2 separate regions of the Mus musculus genome follow, and region 1 is linked to region 2. Evidence: chromatin contacts called from public Hi-C data. All regions are on one chromosome and are shown on one strand. Each heading gives the region's core, a stretch centred on a gene start, on an enhancer-like site or on the middle of the called end of the contact. The rest is flanking DNA. Distances are from core to core; before and after follow the strand shown.

What was found. A called contact is a pair of places that touch in the nucleus more often than the background predicts.
Region 1: a Hi-C map of uterus shows a contact between it and region 2, with 2.2 times the contacts expected there. The contact joins the promoter of C1qtnf3 here to the enhancer-like site in region 2. A contact is called at or near these places in 2 of 484 Hi-C or Micro-C datasets (liver and uterus), 1 of 115 datasets of contacts at active chromatin or transcription factors (embryonic fibroblasts) and 1 of 9 other capture datasets (pancreatic islet).

What each region holds. Positions count from the first base shown.
Region 1 is chr15:10,950,122-10,954,618 of GRCm38.p6, reverse strand. It overlaps C1qtnf3 (C1q and tumor necrosis factor related protein 3), which reads right to left and starts at 2,287. Exons shown (of 6, transcript NM_030888.4): 1 at 2,082-2,287. The coding sequence starts at 2,165. It overlaps Gm34315 (a long non-coding RNA gene), which reads left to right. Exons shown (of 3, transcript XR_383838.4): 2 at 4,284-4,382.
Region 2 is chr15:10,887,276-10,891,995 of GRCm38.p6, reverse strand. No RefSeq gene overlaps it. Among named protein-coding and RNA genes, the nearest start is that of Gm19276, 61 kb to the right of the region's middle. Within about 2 kb of position 1,520, at least 127 of the 459 cell types and tissues checked have an H3K27ac peak or open chromatin away from gene starts, as enhancers often do. A contact at or near this core is called in embryonic fibroblasts, liver and uterus, where this site is marked.

The sequences.
Region 1 (4,497 bases), core at 1,038-3,537, 62 kb before region 2:
TTATTATGCTTTAAAGACCCAGTGACCAAAACAGCACAGGTTTTTCCCCCCAGAGTGTTCTTTGGACATTGACCTTGTAACACACAGAATCTAACCAAGCTTATTAACAAGAAAAAAAAAAAAAAAGATTAGGTGACTGTGAGTAAAGTGACTGTCATAATAAAACGCAGTGCTTTGTATGCTAACCTTAAAACATAACAAACAATGAAATGAAAATAAGAAGAGATTGAAGAAGATGAATGAGTGAATGAAAGAATGAATGAATTAGTGACTGAATGAATGAATAAATACTGACAAAATTTTGTTTCTAATAGAGCAGCTGAGGGTGGCTTGAGTTCATCACTGTCTTGGTCTCCATCCTACTTTCGTAGCTTTCCTCATAAAAGCTTGGGGAATACTTGATGGGGAAAAGGAGAATTAGCATAAAAAAAGAGGATGGGGGAATTAGGGGGAGAAAAGAAAACTTCCTATGGTCCCAGATTCAGTCTGGGCGCCGGTACCCACTTGTAGTGGAATAGTAGCAGAACCTTCCAGGACGCTGCTGGCTCTTAGGTCTTTATCTGAAAATGCTTCATGAATTCAGGGCTGGAAGACTAGAATGTGGAGTGGAGCAGAACCATAATTGGGATTTCAGCAGCCTGGTTGGTGTTGGTTTCCAGGAAATAATGAAAGACGACCTGTAGCACACTAATGGACAGGCAGGAAAGATACCATCCATCCAGCTGGAAAGCCCACCGAAGCAAGCATCATCAGAGAAAGATGACAGTTTCTGAAAGAGGTGTTCTCTTTACATCTCCCCTTGACAGAGCCCCATGGAGGGACTTGGAAACTATACTGTGTACTCCCCTTAGTTACATGTCTCAGGCTCTGTGGGATTCTAGTCTGACCACAGAACCAGATGATCAACTGAGACTCCTAAATCAGTGGCTGGCAGGGTAGGGGCTTAGATTGCAACTGAAAAGAAGTTCCGAAATCTCTACAAAGCAGACAGACAAGTGGTTTTTGTGGTACTGTGCACTGCTTCAAAGATCATGCAATCTAAAGGAACCCTTCTTCCCTTTCCAGCTAACTTCAGCATTTTTTCATGCTTAGGTGCTAAGTACAAAGAAGTTTCTTCCTGTTTTTGCTGCTTTTGATCACACTGAAGTTTGCTGATTTGTAACTTACTACACCAAAACCTTTACTCATCCCTGTGTTACCTAAAAGAGTTAAAGAAATATCCTGAGATGCTGAGCTTCTGCCCCAACAAATAAATCAGGTTTTGTCATCCAGAAACATTGTATGACACAATACAGCTTGTAATTTAAATATACTGTCTTTTTTTTTTTTTTGCTTCCTTTCCTTTTAATGCTTTAATTCTGTTTTGACTCAAAAAAAAAAATGTCAAACAAGAAGCCATAGCAACCTAGACTGCTCCAAAACAAATAAACAAAACTGGCGAGAAATGGTACAGAAAATTCCCAAGTCCAAGTAAAGCAGGCAGAGGCAAAGGGCAGCTTCTCCCGCTGGGGAGACCTCAGAAGCAGCAAATCATTATCTCCAGCAATGCATCTATCCGCATAGGTCAGCACAAGTTCTCTACATCAACAGAGCAAATTTAAAAAGAAAGAAAAAAGTCCCAACACAAAAGGAAACTGTTGCTTCTGGCTCCCTGTTGCCATGGAAAAGTGCTCTGGCCTCTCTATCCCAGCACATCATACCAGCAACTAGGAGTCCCTGTGGAAACCCAAGACAACCCAGAGACGCTCCCAAACATCCCATCAAACTGCTCACAGGCACCAATCCTAAGAATCTTAGTTAAGACAACAGCAACCTCAGTCATTAAGTTTTCAAAGAAATCCTTAGAAGAGAATTCTGAGTACCTGGCCCCAGAATGGGTTGATCTGGGCTAGGTCCTCTACCTCAGGGTGCGGAAGCGCCTCTGGTCTCAGGGGTTTTAGGTCTGTAGAAGTGTTATTATCCACAGTCCCAGTTTTAGCTTGGCTCTGCTCTCTCACTTTCTCCCTCCTGGAGCCGCTACGGCCAGTCTGCTGGTGGCTCTGCACTATCCTGGCCACCGCTTTATTAGCTCTTCTGCTCACCTCCATGTATTCATCTTGACACAGGCAAAATGGGAGGAAAAGCAAAGGCAGCAGGTGCCACCAGATGCGCTGCCTCCCGAGCATGGCTCGGCAAATCGGCAAATCGACAAGAGTCTCGCAGGGAAGCTTGACAGGGGCTGGAGGTACCGTGGTCGCCTCAGGCAAATGCCAGGTTTGGAGATGAGAGCTGCAGCCGGCTGTGTGGTTTTATACTCTTTGGTGTGTAATAAATAAGGCTGCAGTCATGCCAGAGTGACAGCGGCTCTCCTCCCAGACAGAGCAGCTCTCATTCATCACATTCCTGCACCGCAGGCAAGACAGTCTGTGTGCACGGCGTCCAGTTGGTGGGGTTCATAAATGTCTCACCTTGGCATGTTATTTTGTGTAAGAGTGGAGAAAATGTACACAGCCGGCTGGAAACAGAGTGTGTGTGTCCAGTGGCTTGCCTTCGTGATTAGACGTGGAAAGGCTGTGCCTTTGTGGTCTAAAACGACTCTTGGAAAAACCTACCATTGAGCTTGCCAGGGAATGCGGCTCAGACTGTATCAGTTCCTGCAATCACAGCAGGATCCCATTCAAGGCCATGGAGGGAGGTCTTGCTTTTGCACGGTGCAGATCACAATTTTGCACTTTGGGTCACTGCAAGCAACTCATTCTCCCTTCCAGATACCAGCAGCAGCCTACAGATGGTGACTGGGAAAGACTGACCTGAGTTCAAGGGTAAAGGCTGACTTTGACCAAGATAGTTCCCCCATGCTAAGCTCCATATTCTCCTTTGCGTCTCTACGAGCCAACATTAGAAACCAGATGTTTCTTGCATCTAAGTTCTTGCTAGATGGAAATACAACCTACTTTCTTGTTAAGAGACTCCTCTGGCTGCTCTCTACCCATGGATTGTTGCTGCCCAAAACGAGAGAGACATGGGAAACACCAAACCAAATATACCATTCCAAATAGCTCAAGGTTGAGAGAACTCTATCATTTGTTACCGTTCCTGTGCTTTTACCGATTAAACCAAAGAACAAAAGGATACTCCTAACCTCTTTGTGATTATACATGTATTGCTCTTTAAATTGCTCTGATTTATAGATCACTACTACCCTCTGGTCAGAAGGTTATCAGCCTCACCCCTGCCCCTTGAGGCTTTCTGTGATCCAGAGCTCTTATGGAGGATGAATGGGTTAGTGCCTGATTCTTGGGGCTTCAGAGCAGCTCTAGAAAACAATCATGGTGTATGAAGAAATCATAGTTTCAGGTGGGGCAGCCAGAGAGAGGGAGGGAGGAACTGTACCGCTGCCCTGTTCCTAGCAAATAGAGCTTGAGAGCCATACGGTGCCCCTGAACTGGCCAAAGTGACAATTACTACCTCGGTCACTCCTGAAACTCCTCACCTGACCAACTGTCTCCAGAACCCACATGAATCCAAAGAAAGTGTTGGGCTTCAGTGATAGTCTTCCCATGAAAGAAAGCTCCCTAGGTCACAATAGGGGGCTAGGGGTCATAACTAATCAAAGTAGGTCATTCTCACCTTCTAGGCAGAGATAACCCAGTCCACCAGTGTACCAGCTGTGTCTCAGTTGTCTTCCACCCCAAGGGATCTCCTCCACAGACCAGGAGGCAGTTCTGAAGGACAACAGCCTGTCTAAGGACACATCGGTGGTGAAGACACAACTGTGCATCAGAATAGCCCAGGACAGTGTCTCAGTGGGAGGCTCCAAACGTTAAGAAGGCTTGGGGAAAAAATGTGTCAAAGCAAGAAGAAGTTGTGACAACTGGGTCAGCTGATCCCCTGGTGTTCCAAAAGCTGCGCCTAGCCTTGCCTTTCAGGCTTGAGCCGTCTCCTAATTGTAAACCACCCTCTCCGGACTTCCAGCCCCTTCTAACTCCTAACTACTGTTTCATCGCTACCATCCATTCTCAAACCTAGCTTCCCACTTAAATAAACCAAGAGGTTCTTAAAAATACCAGTGTGACAGTCCCATCTTAGAGCATTCAGTCATAATGCCCAGGACACTGGGGCACTAGAAGCTTCCAGGAGTCTCCACCAGGATGAGTGAGGGCTCGAGTCATTGATGATACCCTCCACAACCTGAGAGGAATAAACAGTCATAGCATGATTTGCGGGTAGCACATGCTGGCCAAACACTACTATAGTTTAGCTCACTGACTTCTCTCAGCAAACCTCTCTTTTCTGTTTTACAGAAAAATCAGAAGGGTCACACAGTGGGAGAGTGGTCATCGGGAACAGACCCTACCAGTCTTCTAGTCTGTACTCTCTGCCTTCCTAAGCAGCACAGGGAGGTAAGCATAGACTACCAGTTCCCCAGCCGCCAGGAACTCTTCCTAATCAGCAAGAGTCCCAGAGTGTCCTGAGTTGATTGTGTGCATCCCACAGACAAAGGTAGTGTAAAAGCCC
Region 2 (4,720 bases), core at 271-2,770:
CTCATTAGGGTGGGAAAGTACCAACCTGTAAGTAAATAGCTCAAGATGGCTGCAGAGATGATAGCCATTTTCTACTAAGAGTTGGCTCCCAACAATGGAACCTGTGAACCTGGAGCATAGCAATTTAGCTAGACTGAGTAGCCAGTGAGCTCCAGGAAGCCACCTGTCCCTGCTTCCCCAGCACTGAGATTACAGGCATATGTGTCCAGCTTTTATTTAGAGTGGATGCTGAACATCAGAACTCAGATTCTCCAGTTTAAATCACAAGCATTTTATTGTCTGAGCTATCTCCTCATTCCAAGTGAACCAACTGGTCTCAAGAGCCCCAGCTGCACCTAGAGCTCCAAGTAGAAAGGGGTTTGGCTGAGCTTGCTAAGTCTCTGGTCTTCCCTTACTACCGTGGCAATGACTCCTAGATATTCAATGTTTTTTTAAAAAAAAAAAAACTTTGCAAACTACAGAGAGGATGAGATGAATATGTAGGGTTAAGACCTTTCTTTACTTCATGGCTTCTTTGGAAGAGGAGTTGCTGAGGCTGAAGAACCCCAAGAAAAATCTATAAACTTTGAAAAGTTTGTTCCAGTTCATTTTCCTCACGGCAATGGAAGGGCGTGCCGATAGCAGATAGGTATTTGACAGGCACGGTTGCTTTTAGCCAAGCCTGGTCCCAGGGGCAGCAAGCCAGGCCAGCTCCTCTCGTAAGGTAGGGCCTCCACCCAGAGAAAAGGATCTTGCTGATGAGAACTGGGATAACCAGAGAAAACAAATGGAGAGCCAGTCCCCAGAGCAGGCTGCTTGGCTCTGGGTGCTCTCAGGAGAAGCAGTCAGAGTGACCACCAACCCTTTTGGACAGTGAAGAGCCACACACTGGTGGCATCTCTGTCACAGCAAATCTTTCTAACTCCTGCTCCCTGCCTCCTCTCTCCAGCTAATGGCTTATTTCTCACAACCCAACTTCAGTGAGTCAGGAATTCTCATTCATGAGTAGGCTAATAGCAAATAGCTTTGAAGATGCCAGTGTAGGATTCTCCTAACTATCCTAGAAGAGCCTCCTAGGAAACTGTTCCTTCATGCGATACTCTGCACCAAGTTCTATGCTTTCAGAAGGAAAATGGTCCTGGTCCCTTGTCAGCAAAGTTTTACAGGGAGTGTGGAGGTGTTTTCAGTGGTACTAGATGGAGAGGTAGAGCTGGAACCCACAGTGGGACGTGCCTGGGGAGAGACTGACAGGATGTGTCCCTCTGGGAGCTGGTTCTGGAGGCAACGGTTGTTTCTTTTCCAAGAAGTTTCAGACTCATTCATAGACCACCGTGAACTTACAAAGGAACTGTTAATAAAGCGACTTCCAGCTAGGCTGCAGCAGGAAAGGGCAAATGCAGAGGCCATTTGCCAAACAGAAAGAGAAAAACAAGTGATGCCCAGCAGACAAGACTTTGGACTTCAGTCTGTTGACTGGAGTCCCAGAGGCCACAGGAAATGGTTCAGAGCTCGGCATAACCTCTACAGGCAGTGAATGGCAGGCCCTGGAAGCCAGCCAGGATGACTAAAGCCTGCTTTACTCCAGCTTTTAACGAGTCCTCTGAGACACAGTGCTGGACAAAATCTCGCAGAACAGCCTGTTGCCTGATGCAAGTCCCCACGGGGTAACTTGGATGTGGTTTTATGCAATTTAAAAGCCTGACTTAGGGCTTGAGAGATGGCTCAGGAATGAGAGTATATAGTGTTCTTGCAGGGAGTCTGTGCTCAGCTCCTAACATCCACATCAGGCAGCTCACAACTGCCTGAAAGTCCAGCTCCAGGGGATCCAACACCCTGTTCATGGGCACCTGCTCTCAATGCACACATCCATGCGTAGATATACACGTGTGCATTCACGTGCATACATGCACACGCTCACATACTGTATATATATATGCATATTTTACATATCAAAGCAGACCTGGCCTCCAGGTTCTCCCAGTGTCCCTCAGTCCCCCAACCCTGAACTTTCCAGCCCAGCTCCTCACTCTGTTTCTCCTTTCCTTCTCTCTCTGTGTCACACCCTTTCTTTCTCTTCCCCCTCCCCCCACCCCTTCTCTCTCCCCATGGTGACTTCCCTGGCCTCAGTCCTTAGGGCCACTGAACTCACCCGAGAGCAGCTTCCCAATAAACCTACATTTAATATCATCTAATCTGGTTTGAATTGGCTCATTTCACCAGCAGAGAAATAATTTATAAGTTAGCACCAAATCCCCCATGACAAGGCAAACGACCAACATGGACAGCACCCAGAATCTTCCCAGCCTACAAACATGTAATTACTTCCCCTCAGAGTACTTCCAGGTCGCAGCCCACCTATACAGTGGAAATGTGGCTGTGTAGAACCAAGGTTTGTGCTCCCAACACTCGGGAGTCTCCAGGTTTAATGAGGTATTCTGCCCCCCACAACCTCCATGATAGCTTTTTGCCTGAGAAGTCTGATTCCTGGTCCCTAGTCACAACTCAGGGATGATAGTGGTACATGGATCCTACTACACCACATTCCTGATCCCTCCTTTGTTCCTCTCAACTTAGATTTTGTTCTGGACGTCCCTGAACACCTGAATCACTTGAACACCTCCTAGCCTAGCCTACTAGCCAGAGATAGCCACATATACCATCTTTGCCAATGGACAGCAGGAGAAATCCACTTCCACCTCTGGGAAGCATTTTGCATAAACCTGGGTCCTTAGCCACCTTTCCTCCTTTCTACTCTACAAGGGCCAAGATGTCTATAGCCCCAAGGACATTAGGCCACTATGATGTGACAAGTAGATTCCATGAGCAGCTGGCTCCAGCATATGCCAGCAGCTGCCTACCACTAGGCTTCTGACTATGAGGAGAAAAACCCTTCTTTACCTCAGCTATTTCTCCTAGTGGGGATTCTGTTTCTTGCATTCTTGTTCTAAGTAAAGACTCAATCTGTTGTCTGTATCCTGAGGATGAGGAAACCTTAGAGCTACAAAAAATATCAAAGACAAATCAGGGCAACAAGTAAATGACAGAATTTAGCCCAGTACCCAGTGCTCTTTCCCACTACTGTAGAACAGAAGTAATAGCAAGCCTTCTGAGATGTCTTTATATAGTCTTTCCTTGGTATTACACTTGCCCATCCTAGAACTGCCCGTTGCTTGGACCCATTCAAGACTCTTAAGATGGGAGTCAGATGATTAAATCCTCTTCCAGTCAGCAGAGTCCAAATCAATGCACAGACTACCTGAGAAAACCAAGGCACACTCAATCACACACACACACACACACACACACACACACACACACACACACACACACCTCATATATTTGGCTTCACCAAGACAAGGTCTCCTATGACGACTTGAACCTTCTGGCTCTGGAAAGAGAGATGGGGTGGAGAAAACATGGGAGCTAAACTGGGTAGTTAGTAGGCTAGGAAGCCGAGTCCAGCTCGAGATCTGCCGGCTAAAGTTACAAGGAAGCAGGGGCTAGAGAAAAGAGTGGGCCCAATACAGAGACAACACACAAGCAGAAACAGGAAGGATGCCAAGTGGGATCGTGGGGCAGATCCATCTACCCTACTGCAGGCAGTACCTGGGGAAAGCATATGAACAATAACAAAAATCACATGTAATTGATCAGTAAAGAAATCTTCTGTTGGTCTGATTTCCAAAACACCACTATAGTTACAATTGCATCTGAGTAACACCTATGCAATGCTTTTGATAACATGCCTCAAGGAACACTGCTGTCTAAATCGAGGTTACTTCAGAGAATTGCCAGTTAGCGGTCCATCTTCACACAGCTACACAGTCTGTGCTATAGAAATGCACTTCACGGTGGCTTGCTTTTGATCTTAGCAAAAAAGCTAGGAATCAACCAATTACCAATGTCAAGCAGTAAATATCTGGCTCATGTGATACAGCCCATTTCTCTAAAACCCGATGAAACTCAAAATGAATCGTGACAGAACAGTGCTTCAAAGAGGAAGAAACAAGAGGCGTTACTTCTGTTCACATCATCACGGTGAGCTTTTCATTTACATTCAATCAAAGCCCTAAATGTGTGGTACTGTCTTTGCCAAGAGTAAAATTAAATTCATTTATAAAATTTTTAGTGGATCTAAAAATGTTTACATTTACATATATTCTTGCTCAGTCGTAAATTAGTTTTTAAAGGACAGTTAATCAAGAGAAAGCGGTTGTCTCTGGCTATTATTGCAGTGCATTTATCACTTGCCGTTGGCGGTGTCAATTATGCGAGTGTAGCTGTGTGACAAGTGCCTCGGGTGCACTGCTATCTAGGCACTTCTCCCACCACTTCTGCTTCCCGGTTGTATGTGACTAGCTCAAGGACCGAGGAGGTGGAGCACTGAGGTTCGCCTTCACAATCATTTCTGCCTTCCCATGCAATTTAGAAGAAGGAAGTCAGGGAATTAGGAGATAGGAGAGTTGTCCTGGCCTATTTATTCAATTCCCTGTCTTCCTATTGGGCCAACATATTAACTGATCCTTCTCTACAAGGCCATAATTTATCAAACAAGCCACCTACCCTATCTGGATGTACTGGCTGGTGTGTGTGTGTGTGTGTGTGTGTGTGTGTGTGTGTATTTGACACAAGCTAGAATCTTCATAGAGGAAGAGACCTCAGTTGAGGAAATGCCTCCATGAGATCCAGTCAAGAGAAGGAACAAGCAACCAGTTGACAGGGATTAAATATAGGATCATTA